Linked DNA regions of Mus musculus: region 1 is linked to region 2. The links are chromatin contacts, called in public Hi-C maps. All regions are on one chromosome and are shown on one strand. The core of a region is the stretch at or near the end of the contact, and the rest is flanking DNA. Distances in the headings are between cores, read along the strand shown. Region 1 has its middle 64 kb from the start of Gm27166. Region 2 overlaps Gm27162 (predicted gene 27162).

Region 1 (5,815 bases), core at 1,711-4,210, 190 kb before region 2:
GTAGCTGTGTCACAGAAGAGAAATGTGCATATGTATGGAAGCCTGTGATAACATCATCAGCATACTCATGCCAACGATTAACCAATTCCATTTCCTTCAAACCTTTCAAGTTAGCACATGAGCATTTGTAGGTAAAGGAAGATTCCTGTGAATCGCATTTGACTGTGTCAGTAGCATGGGAATCAGAACCTTTGCTGTATATATACTAAACTCATATCTGCTGTATATATACTAAACTCATATCTGCTGGTGTCACATCAGACAGTTCAACCAACATGAACAGAAAATATTCAGAGTATCTGAGGTCAACATCAGCAGCATCTTTGTTTCTCCCTAAAACATACAGTGTCACATCTGTTTATATAGCACTCACATCACATTAGTTCTTTTAAATAATCTATAGAAGCTGTATAGTATACATGAGTCTAGTAAATGATATATTTTTTTCTATAATTGACTTTATCATTCTTCGATTTGTATTTATGTTGGGATCCTGGAATGAACTCCACTGATGCTCAGACAACTGTATTTCTCTTGTGTCCCTGATTTATCATATCACATATCGTTAGAATACATTTATCCATATTTTTTACTCCGAAGACAGTATAACAGGGGTAAATCTCTACCACATGGATTTTACTATGACAACTGTGTAACAAGGGTAAATATATAACCCATAATTAAAAAAATAATTATCTTCCTTCAAGAGTAAATACCCAAGCCTAGGAAGTGCAAACATATGAGATCAATTTACAGTGATCTTTGATCACACATCCTGTGCATCGCCAAGTTCAGCCAGCTAGCTCGACTTAAGTTTGTACCACATCCAACCTCCAGGTTCTGTCTGGTGCATTCATCCTGTGCCCAGGTCCAGCTTGGCCTAGCCTAGGACACATATCTGTGCACCCATCCAACCTAGTAACTGTAGCTTTCACTCCTCATCAAAGATGCTTCTGTTTGCAGCACAGGATCATTATTACAGCAAGGCACAACTAGTCAAAACACAGAGAACAAGGAATGGTGTGTGCCCAATACCAACTGATACATTTACAACACAACCCCTACACCTGAGGTTAAGCAAACATCACAAAAGACCGGGTGGAAAGATTGTAAAAACCAGAAACATGGATGCAGATAGTATGTCTTCTCTATATGACAGGAAAGCTTCACCCACAAAATTTCAACATTGTGATTGCCTAAAGTTGACCAACACAGGGACAACAATAGGTGGCATGCCTATGTGGGTGAGGGAAGTCTCACAAGGTCCCACTCCTAGATGAAGATCCACAGGCAATGACTGCTAAAGAGAGAAAGAATCAGTCTTCCCTGGATTGAAGCCCATAGTTGCTTATCTAATACCAAGTGGTTAGCCCTAAAAACATATATCATATATCGTATGTCGTATATCATATATCCTATATATGTCATATGTCCTATATCTCTCTATCTCTATCTCTATCTCTATATCTATATGATAGCATTACACTAAATGGTATCAATGGCTTATGTGTGTACACATGTTCTACTGAAATATATGTATATGAATATGTTTAAAGAAAATAAAAAGAAGCCATAATTTTTAGATTGAGCACAGTAGGGTAGAGTTGTGCACACATTGAGGGCAGGGTATTAAACACAATGCTCATATGAAATTCTTTATAAACAGTAGGTTAATTAAAGACATTATCTTCCTTCAAACACAAAACAAAACAAGGAGGGACAGACACTGTCCAAAACTACCTGGGAATCAGTGTAAGAGCCAAGCTTGAGGCTTTCATCATGGAAGTCAGACCGATGTCTTTTTATTCCTTAGCATCAGTGAATCACAGTGCTGCCGAGGTAGACTATAGATACTAGAGCACCAAGCAGGCCAGCAGCCTGCCATGCCACACCACATGCCTAGGTTTCTCAGCCTCTTTCCTTATGCAAACTGAAGAATGGTTTAGAGCTCACATCATACAACTAAAAAATGAATGAGAGGTCCAGTGTTTCAAATGTCAGTAGGGGAGGGTGCTCTCATGAGCAACTGAGCCTAGTGTTTAGAGGGGCTATGAAGCAATGAGATACCTGACCAAAGGAGGAATCAAAGCATACAACAAAACATCTAGAAATGATGGGTTGAGACTTCTTGGCTATCTCCCAACTTCGAAATGAGTTGGAGATGTTTACCTCAACGATGCAAACAGATAGTGAATAAAACATGTCTGGAATTTTGTGTTCAGAAAATGTGACAAGCTTGAATCTGATGACTTTGAGACTCATCTGAAATATGGGTTTCAGCTCAACTGCAAAGCTTTTAAGGAATCCACGATATTGCTGCTATGCACTGCAGCTTGCCCTGTGTGTGTGTAGGGGGGAGCATTGAAAAGAAACTGTGAGATAGAAGACGTGAAGAGAAGAGGAGAGGAGGGGAGGGGAGGGGAGGGGAGGAGAGGAGAGGAGAGGAGAGGAGAGGAGAGGAGAGGAGAGGAGAGGAGAGGAGAGGAGGAGAAGTGAGACAAAGAAGTAGCAACCATATTCTGGATAAGCAGATCTCTAAAGTGAGCATTCTCCCCAGCAGCCTCAATGAACTGAGAATTTGACATTTATTTTTGAGCCAAAAAGAATGATTTTAAAATTGTTCTTCAGGTGCTTGTGTAAATGCACTCATATTTACAGACTGTGGTGTGATTACATAACCAAAATACCATGATACTACTTAACTTCTGGATGGGAGATAAAGACATTATTTTAATCTTGTCTTTGTGTTAAATTGAGTGCTCAATGTTAATTCTTCTTACCTCAGGAAAAGCCTTATTTCATATACTGAAGGAGAGATAACCGTTTGATTTTGTTTTCATGGAAAATTACTTTACTTCTCATATGTGTGAGAAATATTTGTGATTACACAGAACCCTGATCTGCTGGAATTGCACTTGCTAGTTAGAGAAAGTCCGGCAGGTGTCGCTGTAACACTGCTCAAATTTAATATAGTTCCCTCACAGGCAGGATGGTCAAGTACAAGGCTTTTGGTTGTGAGCTCTTCACTAGCAAAGATCTTTACCTCAATTAGAGTTCATGACAGCCTCAAGAAAAGCTAGTCTGTCTGTTAGGACCCTAATTCAAATCTGAATGTTTGGAGATCACCAGAGAAATATATAATCAGAGTACAAGTTAGCACATCCATGGGAAAAGCAACTTGGCAATAGCTTCCTAGCCATAGGTTTAAACTGTTACATGCAACTGTATAAAGTACACTCTGCCCATCCACTGTTTCAATACTCTGGGGCACAAAGTGCATTCAACCCAAGGGGTTTGCCATTGACTCGCTTTTCAAAACTGGAAGAAATTAAAGGTGCACAATACAATAATTCAAAACTCCTTATAGACAAGCACTATGGTTTCTTTCTTTCTTTCTTTCTTTCTTTCTTTCTTTCTTTCTTTCTTTTTTTATACTGTTGGCAAATATGCTCACAATCTTTCAGAATCAAAATGAGTAAAAGTTTTTTTTTAATTAGGTATTTTTCTCGTTTACATTTTCAATGCTATCCCAAAGGTCCCCCATACCCACCCCCCCAACCCCCTACCCACCCACTCCCCCTTTTTGGCCCTGGCGTTCCCCTGTACTGGGGCATATAAAGTTTGCAAGTCCAATGGGCCTCTCTTTGCAGTGATGGCCGACTAGGCCATCTTTTGATACATATGCAGCTAAAGACAAAAGCTTCCGGGTACTGGTTAGTTCATATTGTTGTTCCACCTATAGGGTTGCAGTTCCCTTTAGCTCCTTGGGTAATTTCTCTAGCTCCTCCATTGGGGGCCGTGTGACCCATCCAATAGCTGATTGTGATCATCCACTTCTGTGTTTGCTAGGCCCCAGCATAGTCTCACAAGAGACAGCTATATCTGGGTCGTTTCAGCAAAATCTTGCTAGTGTATGCAATGGTGTCAGCATTTGGAAGCTGATTATGGGATGGATCCCTGCATATGGCAATCACTAGATGGTCCATCCTTTCGTCACAGCTCCAAATTTTGTCTCTGTAACTCCTTCCATGGGTGTTTTGTTCCCATTTCTAAGAAAGGGTAAAGTGTCCACACTTTGGTCTTCGTTCTTCTTGAATTTCATGCGTTTGGCAAGTTGTATCTTATATCTTGGGTATCCTAAGTTTCTGGGCTAATATCCACTTATCAGTGAGTACATATTGTGCGAGTTCCTTTGTGATTGGGTTACTTCACTCAGGATGATACCCTCCAGGTCCATCCATTTGCCTAGGAATTTCATAAATTCATTTGGGGGGGGGCAAACCACATGACCTGAATGACAATGCTGGATAAAGCATTGTGCTATAAAACTTACTTTAATTAATAGTAATGTTGTTGCCATTAAGAGTGGCTTCTGCGTTGAGATCATCTCAGCAGATCAAGCAATAAAGTGAGTGATCTCATACTGCTTGCCCTCGATGCTGGCTCTGCTCATTCTGTGTAAATATTATCCGCTTCTTCATGGTCATGTCAACATGTAAAAGTCCCTAAGCCTTTTGATTTTCTTGTCAGTCTTGACCAAATTCCTCCTGGTTAGAGACTGAAGGATTTTCATTTCTTTCACCAAAGCATTTGCCATGTTTGGAACCTTGTAATTATTCCAAACATGTTTGAGGAGCAAATGTTACACAAAGCACTGTGCCAATTCTTCAAAATAAGAGTCTACTTATATATTTGTTTCAAGGAGTCATCATAGGGGAGAAGAGGGCAATATTCGGCCACTTTAGGGGAATTTAGCATAAAAATAATATTTATTGTAAAGGACATGAAACATATTTAATAGGAACAGAATATATTCAAGATAGGTGATGTACTATATAAAAGATTGTGCTATTGCATAACAGGTGTGACTGTTCATCAAGAATTTTAATTACCAAAATGAGAAACATGGTTTAGAAACAGAAAATTAAGAACCCACATAAGAAGTACATTATAAATAGACTATTAAGCAAGTCTCAGGCCAGCCCAATCTTTGCCGAAAAGAGGAAGGGGTAGAAAAATGGCGGAGAAGGGAATAAAGAAGAATGAAAAGAAGTTTGTCTTTAAGACAGCTAAACACAAGTTCCCAGTTCAGAGCTCCTCTCAAAATGGGCTCGGTAGTCAGGGCTACATTTTCATCATTCCTGTGGATTAGGCCATATGCTTACTTCCTTATGATAAAAAGTGGGTGTGGTTCCTTTGTGTGATTTTGAAGCCAGATGGAATGGCTCTACTGGTAGATACCTGGATTACAGAAAACTTCAAAGCCAAGGACAAGTCCATGACAGAAGGAGCCAATGCCCCTGTCTCTCCATGTGGAGAAAAATACATTTAATATCTGGAAATCTTGCCTGGAGCATATTATAAATAAAACTCAATTCCCTCCTGGATTAAGCAAATGATGGTTTGGTATTTATCTTGTAGAGAAGCTGACATCAGAGCTAACCCAGGCATTAGAAAGCTACCACAAGCATTTTAACTGAAGAAGAAAAAGAAGAAGAAGAAGAAGAAGAAGAAGAAGAAGAAGAAGAAGAAGAAGAAGAAGAAGAAGAAGAAGAAGAAGAAGAAGAAGAAGAAGAAGGAAGAAAGAAGGAAGAAGAAGAAAGACCTGTATCAAATATTTTACACTTGGATACAGGATCCACTGCACTGTGGTAAACTCCTCAAAGAGCTTACTTCAAGAGACAGAATTGGACCATAGCCTCATGGACTAAAGGTAATGGACTGTGTGGAAGGAGTTAAGTCATTATAGACACCTTAGAATGCTGAAAACACATTAGAAGGACAACACACATGGTATACTGGTCTAAGAAGACTC
Region 2 (5,485 bases), core at 1,967-4,466:
CCTGCATCAATTAACAAGCAAGAAAATCTTCCACAGACATGCACATAGGCAATCAGATGGAGACAATTCTTCAACTGGGATTTCCTCTTCCATAATGTGGCAGGTTGATAAGCAAAATTAGTCCTTTCTCTCTATTTACTAAGGGTACCCAAGCTACTATAATTTCTGTTGCTATCCTACTTTTCAGAGAGTTCTTCCATTGCATTTTACGTGTATGATTATTTGCATATATGTATTTATGTGCACCATGTGGTTGCTTGGGACTTACGGAGGTCTGAAGAAGGCATCAGATCTTTGGGAACTAGAATTGCATCTGATTGTAAACCACTGTATGGGTGTTGGGAACTGAACCTTGGTCCCCTGTAAGAGCAGCAAGTGTTCTTACCACTTAACACATTCCCCCAGTTAAGATAACATTTGTATTTTAAACCCTCAATATATGTGACCTTGGTTCCTAAGTTACTTCCAAATATCTCCCCATGTTTCCTAGCCATTGTTTGCATGTCTAAAGAGAAGTGTATCAATCTTGCACAAATCCCTTTAAGTTTCCAGAAATAGTCAACATATCCTTGATTGGTATGCCTGTGTCTGTCAGCCTTTTAGGATTAAGTCTTTTGTCTCTGCTTCCAGGATATCCTTAATAAATATTTACTACATGAATGAGTATTGAATAGGACTTTTGGATTGTAAGCAAACACAACTATTTACTTTCACAACTTTCTTTTCAGTTAAGATGTAGTTTTGGATTACACTGAAGGAACCCTCTTGAAGAAAATATGGGAACACAAACAATTCAGTGCAGGGCCATTTAACTTGGACACAACTGCTGTATTCGGTCACAGTGACAACTGAGCTTGAAAGCAGAGCCTTGCACAGATCTCAGGTTCAGTTCCCGATTTCTCAACTAGTTTTGTGACTGTGACTCTTGGGAAACTTGCTTCACATTCTGTGTCTCAGGTTACTAAGTAATAAAATCCAAACAATAAAAGCATTGAAGTCATGAGTTCAATGCAAGGATTAAAAGATTTAGCACATAGAAAACACTGCTAATGATATATGACGTATGAGAGGGAATCAAGAGAGTCAATGAACATTTCTTAACCAATCCTAGGTGCACAACGTCCAACAATGTTGCCTTTTTGAAGTGAAATTGTTTATCCTTTAATCAAATAGGTGTCTACCTGCAAAATTTTTAGTATCGACAATATGACAATGTCGACCATTTAAGCCTCTAGGTCTTCAAATGAATTTTTCAATTCCACTATCCAATACCATGAAGGAGCTTGCCATACACTCTCTTCTTTTCCCTTCAGTAGTTTTTCAGAAGCCAAGAGATAATAGATAGGTAATAGAAAATAGAGTTATATAGATAGATACATTGATGGATAGGTTGTAAATACGTAGATAAATAGATCAATAGATAGATGTACATAAAATTATACGGTAGCTGGGAGATCCCCATGCCTTCATGTTATCATGCTTCAAACTGTTGAATATTGTTTTATTCAGCTCCATGAGCTTTAAAAAGACCTGCAAGACATAACTGTACCCCATATCTTCCTCTCTGAGTTATTTGAAGACTCTTACATCTTCATTCTGTCTGAGGGGATAATGGAGGGATCTAAATTTGAAATTTCAACTTCATACTTACCAATGATTTTAATGATTAAATTGGTTATTAAATACAGATTCTTTTAAAATTCTAGAAAAAGAAAAAAGTTTTCTCCTATTAGGATTTTAAGAATTCTATCAAGAAAAACTATCTTTGCCGAATGAGTGAAAAATTCTAGTCTTTTACATTGTTTTTAATCTTTTAAATTTACATGTATATTTACAGTTGAGAAGATATTCTATATCCAATTTTATGTTTCAAATTTTCCATATTTTCAAATAGTCACTGATCAAAATGATACTATATATATGTGTGTGTGTGTGTATATATATACATGTGTGTGTGTGTGTGTGTGTGTGTGTGTGTGTGTGTGTATAATTTGTAATGAAATACTTTAAAACAATATGTGGTATATGGTACATGTAACATCCTATTGATAGTACACAATATGTATTCACATATAGCCTATGCCTTTGTGATTACAGTGGTGGTGTATGCCTGTAATCCCAGCACTTGGGAGGCAGAGGCAAGTGGATTTCTGAGTTCGAAGCCAGCCTTGTCTACAGAGTGAGTTCCAGAACAGCCAGGGCTATACATAGAAACCCTGTCTCGAAAAACCAAAAATAAATAAATAAATAAGTAAATAAATAAATAAATAAATATCTGGAAGGATTAAACATAGTATTTGATTTCAGTACAATCACATATGCTCCAGGGACAAATGTAACATATGCTTGCTTCTTTAACACAGCTAGCATGTCAAGATAAAATATGAATATCTAATATTCCACAGACATGGGCTGCCTGGGCAACGATGGAAAGGAAGAAGGGTCTTATGTGGAATCTCATTGTTCCTAGAAGCTTAGCATTCCATAGGTATCCGAGTACTGAGTGGAAACTGAGCCTAAAAGATTGAGGTAGTCAATTCATAGGAAGAATAGCACAGGCCACTAAGTAAATACTGTAGGTTCTTTAGAAAACTTTACAAGTATCCACTTGCTCACCTGCTTAACCAACATGGAATTTCATTCTGGAGAAGCAGCCAAGCATCCCACCTTGATTTGTTGCCTCTTCTGTACTCTGAGTCTCAGCTTACTTACAACAGTACATTTATGACTTAATAAAGTAGCTCCCTGTTCATCTACATCCATTCACTAGAGAGATCCAGAGAGATGACACCAAAGCTGAGCACCGGACCCTTAGCCTGATTCCTGCAGATCCTCCGTCTTGCTTTCATTGGGGTTCCAAGGTAAACACAGACAAAGAATATGGTCCAATAGCCCATTGCCCCATGGCACAGAATAGCACCCTCTGAACACTGGACTAGCTTCCGGTAAGTCAGTAACAGAGAGACCTTTGACACGTAGAAGCTAGGGAGAGGTTCTTGAAGGAACAATGGCCCATACAGTAAACTATTTACACATCCCACTGCCTTCTGTTGTGGCTACTGAGTCACCTGGCAACTTGTATTGTTTTATTTGCAACCCCCAGACCTCCTTCAGCAAACCCCACAACTCCTTGCTCAGCTCTTGTCACTGATAGAATCATCCAGGTCCTCTCTGCCCCCCACGCCCACTGCCTGCCTTCATCATTTCCCCTATTGTTTGCCGGGCTGGCCCTGACCTCTGTATTTATAAAGGCCACTTCCTGCTGCATCATTGTGTGCTCTGTAGCTGTCAGCTCCCCACATTTCCTGACAATGGGGTGTAGGGGGGGTTAACAACTCCAATCCAGCTCCCGACTTCCTCCATGTCCTGTTTACGGCACTCTGCAAGCATCTCTCCAGCCCCTCCTCAAGCTGAATCCATCAGCTCTGATTTACTCCAGCAAGTGCTTCAGTGAGAGCCAGCATGGCCTAGTCTGAAGGTTTGTCTACATTCAAACATCCCCGAGAACAAAGGGCTTCCATGTGATCAGCAGCAAAGGATGCATGAGAGCCTGGATTGACTGTGGATTCTACGTTAAAGGCAAAGGTACTGGCTTTGAGAGTCAGACGGCATCCTTTCCTTGGTTCTCATTATGTAGAAAACTTGATAATTGCAATTTCCACCTCAACCCCTAGATTTCCAGAGTTTAGTAGCTGGAGGTGTGTAATGCGAGAACAACCATAAATAAGATAAAAGCCTACCCTAATGGGCAAATATCTAGGAAGGCAAACATAGCCTTCACAGAAGCATAGCATTTGTGTCTACTAAGATGTCTTTCCTTTCCATCTCTGACTTTGCTCTCCATAAAAGATCACCTTCTGTAGGAGCACATTACCTCAGATCTCACACATTGGTGAATGGAGAGAAGAGTAGCTTTGTGCATCTGCCTCCGTCATCTCTCACTACTTTCAAACTTAACTTCACAAACACCCCTTGCACATCCACCCCCGAGATGATAAAGTGATGGAGGAATTTGCTTACAGTGTGATTCTGCTGCGGAGCCCTGTTTCTGACAGTGCTGGAGTTTTTAGGCTTATCATTTCTTACTCCTTCAGTTACCAAGGTTTTGTATTCTCTCAGTCAGTACATTAATTTGTTTTATTTCCTCATCTACTTTCACTCATCATTCATTTTCCTAGGAACATGCTGGAATACAACTATCAAAAGCATATACCCAATTTGGAAAGAAGGGTGTATCGTTAAGTCCTCAAGACTCACATCTGGTATGGAATCTTTCAAGGTTCCTGTCTACCTGGATATGGTCCCTGTGAAGTCAGGTTCTAGCCCAGGGGCACTGTCTGTGGGGCACAGTTATCTCACTACAGAACTCTGTCTGCTCTGCATTGTTTATTATTGCAGCCAGTGCTCTGTTCTGAATGAAGAACAAAAGCAAAAGACAGAAGCTGCTAGAGTCACCAGCACATCAGTCAACACTGCCCTCATGCCTTAATTTTGCTTTGGCAAACCCATACTTTTCCCCAGCATCTGGATATCAATGGCCAGGCACCTCATTTTTTAAGAGCACCTGGCCCCTCTCTCTGACTCTGTCCTTGGACTCAAAGGCTTAGTACACTATGTGTTTGGCCTGAGTTGCGTGTTCCTCCCAGTGTCATAGTCTCCACCCTTGCCCTCTCACCCAGCAAGCGTCCTGTTTCATTCTGCTGCTTCTCCAGACTGTAGAGTTCCCAGCAGATGATGGGCCAGACTCGGGACCAGTGACAGGGTGAGTAATGCACAGGGCAGCCAGTAGGTCAAAGGGCAGTGTTCCTAGGATTGCATCTCTTTAGATGAGGAGGCCCAGTAACTGTGATCACCCTGTGGAATTAGTAATCAGAGCTGATGGGCAAGATAAAGCACATTAGCAAAACGTGCCCTCTTTGATTTTATGCAGGGGCAAAAGCTTGCCCAGGGGACCTAAATTCTCTATCTTTAGACTGCCCCTGCTAAACAATCAACCTTATCAGCACCGAAGTCATCGTATAACTCTAGAAGGTACCTAAGGGGGACCAAAGAAAGCTTTCCTTTTATGAATGAGGAAACAGACTGACACATATTCCATTATCTACCACCAGGACTGGCACGTAAATGCCTTTGCATTGTAATGCTAATAGAAATATAATTGAAATAATGAAAAATCTCGGAGAGTGTGTGCTAAGAAGTGAGCAGATATAATAGACAGAGGTAATAACCTGCCAAAGGGGCAGAAAGAAGAGGAGGGTCTTTCATGTCCATAAGGTCGTATGATATGCAACACACATGAAGCAGAAGGTGAGCTTATGATTTTGGATAAAATCTAGATCATAGTGGGCTGGAGAGCTACATTACAGAGCAAAGCCCTCACCCCATCATACAGGATCTGTTAAAGAACCCGATGAAGACACTAATGAGGTGATACAGTAAAGAAGTACTCTGGATCTTGGTGAGAAGAGAATTGGAGGGAGATGCA

What was found. Hi-C and Micro-C count contacts between places; a contact is called where the count stands out from the background.
Region 1: a contact with region 2 is called in a Hi-C map of CD8 T cells, with 2.5 times the contacts expected there. The contact joins two enhancer-like sites. A contact is called at or near these places in 1 of 484 Hi-C or Micro-C datasets (CD8 T cells) and 1 of 9 other capture datasets (embryonic stem cells).

The regions. Positions count from the first base shown.
Region 1 is chr9:33,092,991-33,098,805 of GRCm38.p6, reverse strand. No RefSeq gene overlaps it. Among named protein-coding and RNA genes, the nearest start is that of Gm27166, 64 kb to the right of the region's middle. Within about 2 kb of position 2,960, at least 5 of the 459 cell types and tissues checked have an H3K27ac peak or open chromatin away from gene starts, as enhancers often do. A contact at or near this core is called in CD8 T cells, where this site is marked.
Region 2 is chr9:32,899,237-32,904,721 of GRCm38.p6, reverse strand. Gm27162 (predicted gene 27162) reads left to right here. Exons shown (of 4, transcript NR_131058.1): 4 at 1-653. Among named protein-coding and RNA genes, the nearest start is that of Gm27162, 27 kb to the left of the region's middle. Within about 2 kb of position 3,216, at least 53 of the 459 cell types and tissues checked have an H3K27ac peak or open chromatin away from gene starts, as enhancers often do. A contact at or near this core is called in CD8 T cells, where this site is marked.